Regions from separate parts of the Mus musculus genome. Here all the other regions are linked to region 2. The links are chromatin contacts, called in public HiChIP or PLAC-seq and promoter capture Hi-C maps. All regions are on one chromosome and are shown on one strand. Each heading gives the region's core, a stretch centred on a gene start, on an enhancer-like site or on the middle of the called end of the contact. The rest is flanking DNA. Distances are from core to core; before and after follow the strand shown.

What was found. Promoter capture Hi-C pulls out the DNA fragments that hold promoters and counts their contacts. HiChIP or PLAC-seq counts read pairs in DNA pulled down with a chosen protein or histone mark.
Region 1: a contact with region 2 is called in a promoter capture Hi-C map of embryonic stem cells, with 4 times the contacts expected there. The contact joins the enhancer-like site here to the promoter of Antxr2 in region 2. A contact is called at or near these places in 5 of 39 promoter capture datasets (the 3T3-L1 cell line, embryonic stem cells, hippocampal neurons and 2 more), 3 of 115 datasets of contacts at active chromatin or transcription factors (bone marrow-derived macrophages, embryonic stem cells and large pre-B cells) and 2 of 9 other capture datasets (adipose tissue and embryonic stem cells).
Region 3: an H3K4me3 HiChIP or PLAC-seq map of forebrain shows a contact between it and region 2, with 4 times the contacts expected there. The contact joins the enhancer-like site here to the promoter of Antxr2 in region 2. A contact is called at or near these places in 1 of 39 promoter capture datasets (hippocampal neurons), 3 of 115 datasets of contacts at active chromatin or transcription factors (differentiating embryonic stem cells, forebrain and large pre-B cells) and 1 of 9 other capture datasets (pancreatic islet).
Region 4: a contact with region 2 is called in a promoter capture Hi-C map of embryonic stem cells, with 4 times the contacts expected there. The contact joins the enhancer-like site here to the promoter of Antxr2 in region 2. A contact is called at or near these places in 6 of 39 promoter capture datasets (the 3T3-L1 cell line, cranial neural crest, embryonic stem cells and 2 more).

The regions. Positions count from the first base shown.
Region 1 is chr5:97,088,974-97,091,894 of GRCm38.p6, reverse strand. Bmp2k (BMP2 inducible kinase) reads right to left here. Exons shown (of 16, transcript NM_080708.1): 16 at 847-2,921. The region is part of intron 6 of Paqr3 (progestin and adipoQ receptor family member III); the gene reads left to right. Among named protein-coding and RNA genes, the nearest start is that of Paqr3, 21 kb to the left of the region's middle. Within about 2 kb of position 1,279, at least 46 of the 459 cell types and tissues checked have an H3K27ac peak or open chromatin away from gene starts, as enhancers often do. A contact at or near this core is called in adipose tissue, embryonic stem cells and liver, where this site is marked.
Region 2 is chr5:98,029,613-98,032,455 of GRCm38.p6, reverse strand. Antxr2 (anthrax toxin receptor 2) reads left to right here and starts at 1,439. Exons shown (of 17, transcript NM_133738.2): 1 at 1,439-2,058; 2 at 2,801-2,843. The coding sequence starts at 1,907. It also overlaps Gm42759.
Region 3 is chr5:97,276,651-97,279,434 of GRCm38.p6, reverse strand. No RefSeq gene overlaps it. Among named protein-coding and RNA genes, the nearest start is that of Gm33969, 48 kb to the left of the region's middle. Within about 2 kb of position 1,419, at least 13 of the 459 cell types and tissues checked have an H3K27ac peak or open chromatin away from gene starts, as enhancers often do. A contact at or near this core is called in forebrain, where this site is marked.
Region 4 is chr5:98,874,041-98,877,137 of GRCm38.p6, reverse strand. The region is part of intron 2 of Bmp3 (bone morphogenetic protein 3); the gene reads right to left. Among named protein-coding and RNA genes, the nearest start is that of Gm42123, 15 kb to the left of the region's middle. Within about 2 kb of position 1,362, at least 8 of the 459 cell types and tissues checked have an H3K27ac peak or open chromatin away from gene starts, as enhancers often do.

The sequences.
Region 1 (2,921 bases), core at 30-2,529, 940 kb after region 2:
TAAAAATAAAAACTCCAAAGACATTGATTATAAAGAATAAGCAATCCATTTGGGATTTATTGCATTTAAAGAAGGCTGATTATTAAAACAGTAGGTATGATAAATACAGTAAGAAAATAACTTTAAATCTCAAACAAAATAGTGAACAGAATTCAAGACTAAGCAATATAAAGGCAATAAGGTAATAAAATTAGTGCTTTTCTGGGTACAGGGGAAGCAACTGAATTCTATTTCAAATGTCTCCCAGCTACATTTGAGGGCTTAAGTTACTTTAGAAAGCATGTTTTATAACAATTAGAAATATAACTAAGGATATAAACCCGGTTTATTTAAAGATTAAAGTTATTAGCTTAGTGGTACATAAAAGGCTTCAGAAAATTCAAGTTTAACAAAAACATGGAAGTGTAATCAAAGAAAGTGCACTTAAAGCTGTTTGCCAGCAATTAAAAGGGATCTTCCAGGCTGGAGGTGTGGCTCAGCCCTAAAGCGCTTGCCTAGCGTGTGCGAGGCCCTGGGTTCAGTTCCCAGCACCGCAAAAGAAAGAACAAGTGGCTACTACTCCTTCTATTAATAGGATGACCTTTCAGTCACAAAAAGAACATAGTAAGGAAATCAGTTCTCCCGAAAGTAGCAATGTGAATTCTAAAAAAAAAAAAAAAAAAAAAAAAAAAAAAAAAAAACTAAAAACTAAAAAGACTAAAAACCTAAACCAGACCTAGCCCTCTGTATTTTCATCTATGTCTTCCTTTTAGTGGCTTTTGTAAACTCCCTCAATAGGCGTGAATGCTCTTAAAAGAAACAACGATTGCCTTTTTAAATTCACATTAATTCCATAACAGAGAGCCGTGGTGTGCAAGTATCTTTTTATCTTAGTAGAAAACAACACCGAGTATAGATTTTTTTTTTCCCAACAGTCATTTGCTATTCTCTCAGTAGATACATCATCTCACAGTAGACCATCAGTTCAGAAACTGGATGTAATTTGATGACTAGTTTTGCTTAAAAAGAAAAGAAAAAAATAACAGAGTTCACTGTGCACTCTACAGGTATTAAGCAAATATACCCAAACTTCCCGTAAGTAGTGATATTAATACACGTGCACCTTCTAACAATGCTTTAGTGAAGTACCCAGGCCTGGATGGCCGAATGGAGAGGAGCCAGAGTGGGCACCACCTTAGTATCTTCCATCAGGAAGATGAGAGGAGTCAGTTCCTGTTAAACAGGGTAGCACTGACTGCAAAGTGCACACATCTGAGAGCCAAGTGATTTCCTAACTGCCCAGGACACACAGCCCAGGGGAGGAGCACTGCAGTGCTTAATATTCTAGCCAGTTCCATTCTCACCCTGCTTGGAGCAGACCTTTTCTCCAGCTACATACTGAGCAACCTCTGTGCTGTGCTGTACTAGATCCATTTCTTCAATGCCCTAAAAGATTCTCTGGCGACACTAACCTTTTATTGACGTGTTCAAAGTGGAGCAAAGGGTCCACTTTTTAAGAAGATTCAGAGTTAATGAGCACTGGTAAAGCTTCTAGCTGACAACTCTGGGTTCCTCACGTGACTTCCCTTTGATGTTCAAGTCTAACGGGTTTAGTTAGAACTGCTTTGCATACTTAGAAGCACAGGGCACACCCAAATGACATTCTTTAAGCCAGAACTGGGCCAGCTGTTGAGTGAGTGTTGGGTGCTGGTAAGTGGGGGAGCCAAGTTCTTGTGAGGGAATTCGCTACCTAAGGCTCAGCTGTACAGAGTGACAGTGGCAGCTGACACTGAAATTTAAATGGAGTCTCCTCAGCTTGAGAAAATGCCTCTAACAGCAATGCAAAGGAGCTACCCATTGGACCTCCAATTAAATCATCTGTCCAATGAGCGGGTTCCAAGAGGAGTGTCACCTGCTGGGCTGTCAGAGGCAATGTAAACATTTTAAGCTGTGGCAGAGTTGTTTCCTAAGAATTTGTCCAGAGTAAGCTGGAGGGGTTGTTGTCAGTGAATCACCTTAAAATATTCAGTGCATTGAAAGGCAAGTGGAACTCTGATTTCATATTCACAACTCAGAAGACCACATCAGTTCATCATTACTTTAAAAAGCAAGCATTACTGAATCTGTTTTGTAGCTTAAAGGGTCTACTACCATTTGCGTTAGTTAGATTAATTAACCTGAGAACCAGAAAAAAAAAAGGTGCAAACATAGTCTCTGCCTTTGGCACAGGACAGTAAGTGGTGCAGCCCGGTTCTGCGTGGCATGGTGTGGCCTGCTCCTGTCCACACTACCCCCACTGAGTTTGCAGAGGAGGAGACAAGAAATATAAAAGGACCATGCCTTGGTTATGTATTTTGCTTCTTTCCAAGTTCTGAACTCTGAAAGTAGGCAAATGATTTACCTTCTGGGGCACTAAAGTTAAGAGGTTTTAATAAGATTACTCATTAAGGTACACTAACTGGGGGCAACTTAAAATATAGCAATCAATAGCAATAGCTGTTGACCTAGAAACTTCAAATGCTCATCTGTAAAGAAGCTAATCATAACTTACGACAGACACAGGACGCACGGATAGTACATTCACATTAACTGATGTATAACTGCTATCACTAACCACAACTACAAAATTTCAAGTTTCTTATTATGACTGGTGATATTTTTTTAAAAGGCAATTTGGTAGCTTAGTTCTTTTCACTACTGATGCAGTCGGGTAGCAGAATTAAGCTCCTAGTCCCACCACCCAGTTCTTCCATCCACTGAGGGTCTGGCTGTCCATGCAGAGTCTGTCACTGTCGGAGCACCCTGAAGGAACTGCAGCCCAGGACTCCCCAGTGCTGGATGAGGGTGGGGCTGGCAGAAAGTAGGTCAGTAAATGCAACATGATTTTACATTGTAAACTTCTTTAAAAATTAAAGTTTCAGCTACATTGTTTCTGAAATTAA
Region 2 (2,843 bases), core at 190-2,689:
CACTCCACAGAAAGAAACGTATCTTTCTCCAAGATACTCCAAGAGCCTGTGGCTGTGGTGCTCATGGGCCACAGGAATGAACCTATTACTTTGATGTCAAATAAATGGACATCAAAGCAAACGACCCTCTGAATTCATGTCTCTCTACTTGTAGATCAGCCAGCGCAACTCTGAGACCTCATCAGACAAGTTTCTCAGTGCAGGGGATGGTGGTTAATGCACAAACCCACAAATGGTCAAATCGAAGAGAATAAATGCTCGTGGATTGCCCAGCCACAAATGGGACATACAAATCACAAGCCCTCCTTAACGTTCCAGGACAATCCACAAAGGGTGGGAGTAAGGTGAGTGAAAAGATTCACAGAACTCTAGGTCAGGGGCACTACAGCTCAGCGCTGGCCTCTGGGCATGACGGGATTGCTGCATGCATGAACACACAGCCGCTGAGGTTGTCGCACAATATCCTCAGAAGATCAAGCCAGTCAACCTGCTAGCATGGAGTGGGAAACTTTTTTTTTTTTTTTTTTTTTTTAATGAAATCCCACCGGTCACCCTGGAGCTATGCACAGTAGAAGGCTTCCGAGTGGGGCTATGGTTTTCTTTAAGGGTGTGGTTCTTTGAAGGCTAAACCTACTCCATTGAATGGTCCCCACGTGGACCAGGAGTATATAGACTGCTCAAATTGGAGTCTATGGGTTCTTGACAAAAGGGACACGAAGTTGAGGTGTGTGTAGGGAGGTGAGGGTTGATTTCAGAGGAGTTAGGGGTAGGGAGGTGTTGGGTGTGTGTGTGTGAAAAATATATATGATCAGTACACGTCGCATGAAACTCTCAGAATTAATGAAAAATGGAAAAATTATCAAATAGAAAAAAAAAGAGAAAGAAAAGAGGAAGTCCCCTTTCTTAAACCTTAAATCCTGCGTCACTAGGTCGGTGTGTGATGGATGAAAGGTGCGGAGGGATGAGGCATAAGGCCGTCACTATCCAGGAGACAGCTGGTCCTGAGTCTCTAAACCACGCGGAGGGCCGTTCCAGCACAGCTGGGGAAAACAGGCCGGGCCAGGCTTGCGGGAGAGTTGGATATGTTTAGTATCTAGAGGACGTTTGTTTTTCAGAACTCCTCTCTCCCTTCCGAAATCTGGCAGGCGTTAGTCATCCGCTGCTCAGCACGAACCCTCAAGTGTGCTTGTGTGGCTCGTCGGGCTTCCTCCCGGCGCCCCGCCCTCGGGCTCGCACGAGCAGACCGGTCAGCGCCCACTCCCACCCCCCAGGCCTGAGGTGCCCGGCGGCCTGCCGCTCCCCCGGGTGCTTAGCATCCCGGGCTGCAGAGGCTCGCCCCGCGCGGCGCGGCGCCAGGTTGGGGCAGGGAAGAAAGTTATAAAGTGCCGCGAGGAGTTGGGCGGTCCGAGGAAGAGAGGCGGAAGAGGAGGACTCGGCTGAGTTCCCGCGGCGATCGTGGGGTCCGCGGGTGCCTGTCCCGCAGCTCACCACCGCAGCTAGACGCCAGCCTTTCTGCTCCCGGGTGGGCGCCGGAGACTCAGCGGGAGGCGAGGAACTTGTCCCGAGAGCTGTCGCTGCGGGCCTCATTGTCTGCAGCAACTCTCCGGAATCCGGAGTGGGAGAACTGGACTCTGTCCACTGGGATTTGCCCAGAGTTCCGGCGGCAGCTGTGGCGGCTGCGGAGACTCTCTTTGTCCTCCCAGGACCTCGCTCTCTCTCCTCAGTGGCAGCTGTTGGGTGGCTCTGAGCTTGGAGAGGGCATCCCAGCCCCGCTCAGCCTCTGACCCCCGGGCGAGTCCCCGGTGACTCCGCCTCTTTCACGTCTCTGCTCTGTGAAGCCCGGAGCCCAGAACCCCGAGCCCAAGGGACTGTGAGCCAGAGAGAGCTGCCGGGCCCCGGCCACAGGATGGTGGCCGGTCGGTCCCGGGCGCGCAGCCCTGGGAGCTGGCTGTTCCCTGGCCTGTGGTTGTTGGCTGTGGGCGGTCCGGGGTCGTTGCTGCAAGCCCAGGAGCAGCCCTCTTGCAAAAAAGCCTTCGATTTGTACTTCGTACTGGACAAGTGAGTGAAGGAGGACTGTGGGGTCAGGGTCTCCTGGGGGGAGGGCAGCTCTGAATCAGCTAGGACTGAAGTTGAGATGTGTTTGGATTCTGGGGGAGGCGACGAGGGAACTCTCCCTAGTGTGCATGTGGCTGACTCCTTTCAAAGGCAAGCTCATTAGCTGTACAGGAATAGGGGCTGCGAGACTCCAGGGCTACTTGGTTCTCCAAAGGAGAGGCGTGCAGTGCTTTTTTTGTCCTGGAATCTTTTGGGAAACGGTAGTGTGGCCACCTGCAGCTCGTTTCCTCCCAGGAACTTTTGTGCCTCTTTATCATACTCCCCCTAGACCCCCACGGACATTCTAAAGTTTGCCTAATTTTATCCTGATCACACTGGGAGCCAGGGGGGGGGGGGGAAAGCCTTAATATACCCAATGTGGCTTGCATTTCCTGAGAAATGAGGGCTTGTGTTTTTATTTTGAAAAGCCAGGTCTCTCTCTAAACAGTACAAAGCAAGTGTCCCCCCCCCCCCCCCCAAGAAGTGTGGTCTTCCTGGTTTCCTTGATTCAGCCCAAACACTAAAGTTTCAGCTCTGAACATGGACATGAACAAGCACACTTAACTTTGAAGAGGGGAGTCAGTCCCCGCCCCCTATCCCTGACCCCCGACCTCCACCCCCCATCATGCGCCTTTTAAAACTGAAGAAATGTTTGCCATTAAGGCCCACTTTTTGTCTTTCTGATCAATTTATCTTCCTTTTTCAGGTCTGGCAGTGTAGCAAATAACTGGATTGAAATTTATAATTTT
Region 3 (2,784 bases), core at 170-2,669, 750 kb after region 2:
GGGAAAAAAAATAAATGAAGGCACAGTCAGTTACCTTGACTCTCACTTTGCAAATCTAGACTTCTTCATAGTTTATTTCCATTGTGTATTTCCATCACGATAGTAACTTTCTCATTTCTTCGTTAGAAATTATTATGCAAAATGAAATCTGTCAGCTAGGTCATGACAACAATGAAGTTGCGACCATAGTTATATGTTTAAAGGGGAGAACTGTTTTCACTCTTTCCTGCGACCAGTGAATCTAGAGTAAGATCTTCAGGCAGAAGAGATGGCCCACAGGTGGAGAGTACTCGCCGCTTTGGAAGAGAACCTGAATCCAGATCCCAGAATCCATGTAGGTGGCTCAAAACTCTGTGTGCATCTCACTTCAGTGATTCCAACAAACACCCTGTGCTGACCTCCGAGGGCATCCACACACAAATAAAATACAAATAAATCTTTAAGAAGCTAAACTGTTGACACTGTGCATACAGCTGGCTTTTTCGGAAAGGACTCTGGAGTCTTCAAAATAGGACCGAGTTCCCAGTGTCACTTTAGATGAACAGAAGGGAGACAAACAGGTTGTAAGAAAGGTGAGAAAATTCAACGCAAGTGGAAGCAAACCACCCACTCTCGAAGCTGGAGCGGATTCTGTTAAAATGTGTCTCACGAGTACTCAAGAAATATTAGAAGAAGCAAGTCCCATTTGCTAAAAGCCTACACGACCTGTACTTTAAATACTAGATGTTAGAAAAATAAACACGTTTCAGATCCTCCCCAGCATTCGCCAAGTAAAATTACTATGCATCAATAGACACACGGTTGACGAGCAGAGCTCTTAAACCCCAGGAAACCTGTCCCAGTCATCGAGGAGAACGACAACGCTACTTTTATCTGTACAGCACTTTTTAATTTCTTATTTGTCTTGAATAATTGGAAATGCTGCAGTTCCCCCCGTAAGGCCTGCAAAGTGAGTTATTAAATAAACGAGGATAGACCTGGGCAGCAGCGGGCTGTGGCAAGCAGCTATTTACACTCACTGCCAAACCAGCTGGCTGGGTGAGCCTGGCACTGCGCATGCTCCCTGGGACAGTCGTTAGCCCCACTTTACAGCTGTCAGAAGCAATATATGTTATTCAGCACAGACCTGGGCTCTGAGGAAGAAGCCGAAGAATGTTGATGGAAAACATGGAACACTGTTTGAGGAAAAACACTGTTTGAAAACATCTGACAAGCAAAACCGGGAGGTGGTGGGAGGGGCGATTAGCACACTATTGGAGTATTAAAATGTAATTTTTTAAAAATTACTAATTAGAGTCAAACAATGGATAAGCATTCAACCTGGCCTGAGAGGATTATGACAACTGATTACAGCAGCCCGCAGATAATACACCTAATTTTCCTAACCTCGTCCTCTCTCCGTGAGTCTCTCCAATATACAAACAGCACAGCACGCAGCACTCATTATGATCCTTGGATATTCCGTATATTCTGAAGCTCTGGTGAGTGTAAGAGCCCCACAATTGTTCATGCGACAGTCCAGACAATTCAGTGATTTGAGGAACGAAGCGGCAAAGCCCTCCCAGAATAGAAGCTCAGCTACAGGAACCCACCAGCCCACCAGCACCAATCAAGCCCTGTAGCTCCTATACTTATTTTATCTCCATTCAACAAAACCTATCTCACTTGTTTATGTTTGCAGTGCTAGCACGTCTGAGAACATGCTTCCTCATTTCCCCACGAGTGCTTCATGGCTTTTTTAAAGTATGCCTTTCAGCTTGAATAAATAGTTGTTCAAAGCAGGAAAGAAAGGGGGAAAAAAAACCCTGCTAAGATGGCGGCAGATTGACAATCCATCCGTGCGTCCAGAGTTCTCCCTCTCCCAGAAGGCCATCTTACCCACAGAGACTTTATTTACACTGTTAAATATGAAAGAGCGATTCTCTTGTCATCTGATGAATTAAATGTCAACTCTGATACTCCTGTTGGCAAGAAGAATCCTGTAAACAGCTTCAGACTCCTGAGTCGTTCTCAAGCATTTGTCTTCAGAGTTGCTTAGGTTAATATTTGGACTCTACTTCAACACATGATAGCATTACCACGGTAGCCAGACGCAACAGGTACTTTGCTAATATATTTATTGCCTTTTTAAAGAAGTTTCAATATGTTGGGGAGACAGGGAACATGTTTGATAGTGAGAGGGCTTAGAGCATTTTTAATGCGGTGTTTCCTGAACAGCAACTGACCTGAAATATCTCCACATGGATCATAGGCAACCTTTAACAAGACATTTCTCAAGAAAATGGCACCCCCAAACACATATATGTGTGAGGACACACACACTATTCACACACAAAACACTGTTTTTAATAGCCAAGGGCGCTTTGGCACAATGTGGGGCGGTGGCTGTCAACATAAACAGATGGTCAAAGAAGTGGGCAAACACGTCGTATGAACTAGCTCCATAAACGAAGGCTTTTTTCATTTCCTTCTAAATGCCACACTTACTTAACCAGCTTTTAGACAAGATGATACATGTAGCCAGTTGGAAAGAGTTCCCTGCCAGGCTTCTGTGTTTCTGTGACAAAATTAAAAGTTCACAGATGGAATAACTCAAAGCTAATTCTTACAGAGTTTGTTTAGTTAGAATGGGGTGGGGGAAAGAATACCATATTGCTTCAAATGAAAGCCACCTCTACAGAATGACAGACTTATAATTGGTGAGGAAAGACATAGAAATAGCTTTTACAAAAAAAATAAGTCTGTCTTTTTTTTAAAAAAAAAAGTGGAATTATTTACTCATTG
Region 4 (3,097 bases), core at 113-2,612, 840 kb before region 2:
TGCTGTCATTTGCTGGTGCGAAGCATGCTGCCAGTAAGAATTATTGTTTTCCAGCTAGGATCATGTTTCTCATGGCTCTCTCTCTTCTAAGCTTAGAGCTGATACCAGCCAGTCACAAGTGCAAATCTGAGCTCCTCTCCACACCTGTCACGCTTTTAAATGACAGGGTGCACCTCCACCACCATTCAGGTGCGACTCTGCTGAGGTTGGTCAAATTTCGTGTTTATGGTGTTCATCTTCCTGACCAAGACGACAACTGGAAGACCCTTAAAGAGCCTATCATTTTGCATTCACTAAATTTGAAACTCTTTATAGGGAGGGCTTGCTTCAAAGTACTTCAATGATGTGTTGCTCAATTCTACATCTTTGCTGTTCCCAGCTTTTGCACAGTTCCTCGCAGAACTAACTTTATTCCTCTAACCCTTCTTGTTTCCTTGGATCTCCGTCAGGAACCATGGATCAATCATTTTCATTTGAAATTTCTGTTTTCCATTGCTGCTAAGGTGGTGAGGGAGGCAGAGGCACAGAACTTGGCTCTGCCTATCTCGGTATTTTTTTCCATCATATGGCATCCTTCCGAGAGTCCCTCTTGGGGAGAACAGACTGGCTGTAAGAGCTGGAAATTAGGGGGGGGGGATCCAAAGTGTTGTGTCTGTGAATAAAATCTACAAGGGCCAGGCTTGCACCTGCCAAGCTGTGGATGCTTTCCTCTGGCTAAATCTGATCACAGGACATTAGAAGGGGAGAGTGTGTCATCGGCTGAGAGCTTCATTCCTGACCTGGGCCATGAGGTTCCCTCTACACGATTCCAGTCCAGCCCACATGGGTGTGATGGCCCAGAGACTATCTAATTGAAATCATCGAGAGGGCAAAGCCTGGAATTTGGGAAAGGCAGAACACAGCTGTTCTGAATTATAGAGCAGGTTGTCGACTTTTGCAGACAAAGAACCCTGCCATATAGGCTGGGATTTTGCCCAGGAGGCCAAAAAACTAGGAGGCCCCTAAACAGAGGAATCTGGCCTGGGAGAACTTTCCCCCGAGGCAAAATGTATATCTCAAGTCTGAGAGTTCTTTGGCACTTCAGCCAGCCCACGTGTGCTCTGCTGATCTGACCAGAGGCCTTCATTTCCCTCTGCTGCTCAGACTATATTTTTAGTTAAATATCTCACTCTGGATGCCACCGCAGGCACTTGCTAACGGTACCTATTAACCACCCCATTCCCTTTACATCAGTTTTTTCCCCATCCTCCTTTGTTACTGTACTGACCAAAAGATACAAAGTCACTGGAGCTTAAAGGGAACCCCTAACACACGTTAAATGTTAAGCAGTTCCACACAAAGCGACACCAAACTTCCGCTCTCAACTTGGGGAGGGGAAATCTCAACCTCAGAGAAAAGACCTCCACCTGTATCCTTGCTACCTGTTGCTTTTCCAAGTGTCAATTAATGTGATGAGTCCTGCTACTACAACAGGTTCTCTTTCCATTCCATTCTCACCCCAGGAAAAAGGTCCCTGGAAGAGCTCATGGGCTGTTGAACCCAGAGGAGGGGGAATTCTCTTTTCAGTTTTGTGATGTTTGAACAGGGGCTGAAATTTTTACAAAACCTTTCTTGCCTGGTGACTTTCCTTGCCTCCTGACACTCTTGCCTTCCCTGCACAGAGCTTCCTTAGACATCAGCTTAGTTAACTCTACTATGCCACTTGGTCTCCTCAGTGGCTACTCATTAGATCAACAGCAGACAGTTACAGAGTACCCATTCCATGTAGGCTGCTCTACTGTTTCATGTCTTTCCTGTGTTGAAGAAAAAAATTAACATGTAGAAAGTTTTATCGACTTAATCTAAGGGGCCATTGTTGTTTAGTCCTGTGGAACCAACATCCAAGTCAAAAGGAACTAATTACTTTGCTGTTCCAAACAGACTTGTGAACCAGCAGGTTAACCTTGGGCACTGTTAGATGCAGAGTCCTCTGCAGCCTCCACTTCACACGCACAGTGTCAGATTCTACGTATTAACAGGATCCCAAGCTGTTTGACTTCCACTTAGGACCAAGCATTATTAGTTAATTCTGTGAATGCTCTAACGTCTGTCTTTCCCTAAATTCATCTCTGTGGTTCTTAACTCTGTGGTCCCCTGGAAACTTCTAGGGATGATTCCTTCTCATCACTAGGAACCACAGTCAAGTTCTTATGAAGAGACAGTGGGCTCATAAAGAGCAAAAGGAAGTACAAGGAAGTCGATGGCCACAAGTCAGGAAAGACTAGAGAGAGGTGGAAGCATCCAGAAGCGAAAGGACCGAGCATCTACACCTGTGTGGTCTCTGGAGCCTGGAGATTGGAGTGAGGAAGGAACAAGACATTTTTTTTTGTTTGTTTGTTTAAACTACCCAGAAGAACTTCATCTCATGGGGCTAAGGGAAGGAGGTTACTTGGACAAGTCCTACGACCTACCTAAAATCAGGTACTCTGACATGAGGTCAGCTTTGGATTACAACCCCTGCTTCTCAGTGTCACAAAGCAAGCCACACTGTCAAATAGGACACATCTCTGTTTTGTACAGTCACCATCTTGGTTACACCCAAGATTCTAAGTGTCACCCCAGTTGAACACATTTTGTCTGAGCAGTGAAGGTCCTTCATGATTCTTCCAACAAGATAGGGCATGTGACACAGCCCTGAATTCATAATCTTTACTTTATGTTTGGATTCTTTTTTAAAGAATTATAGATATAGAGATAGAGATAGAGAGAGAGAGAGAGAAGTAGATGTAGATATAGAGAGACAGAGATAGAGATAGAGATAGAGATAGATATATAGATAAGAATAGATATAGGTGTGTGTGTGTGTGTGTGTGTGTGTGCGCGTGTGTGTGTTTGTGTTTGTGTGTGTGTGAGAGAGATTTATTTTCATGCACACCAGAAGAATGAATCAAATCCCATTACAGTCAGTTGCGAGACACCATGTGCTTGCTAGGAATTGAATTCAGGATGTTTGGAAGAGCAGCTAGCACTCTTAACCACTGAGCCATTTCCCATTTCGTTAGCTGCCCATGTTTGGATTCTTAAAATAAGAAATTACAAAAATCCCCCTGGAGAGACA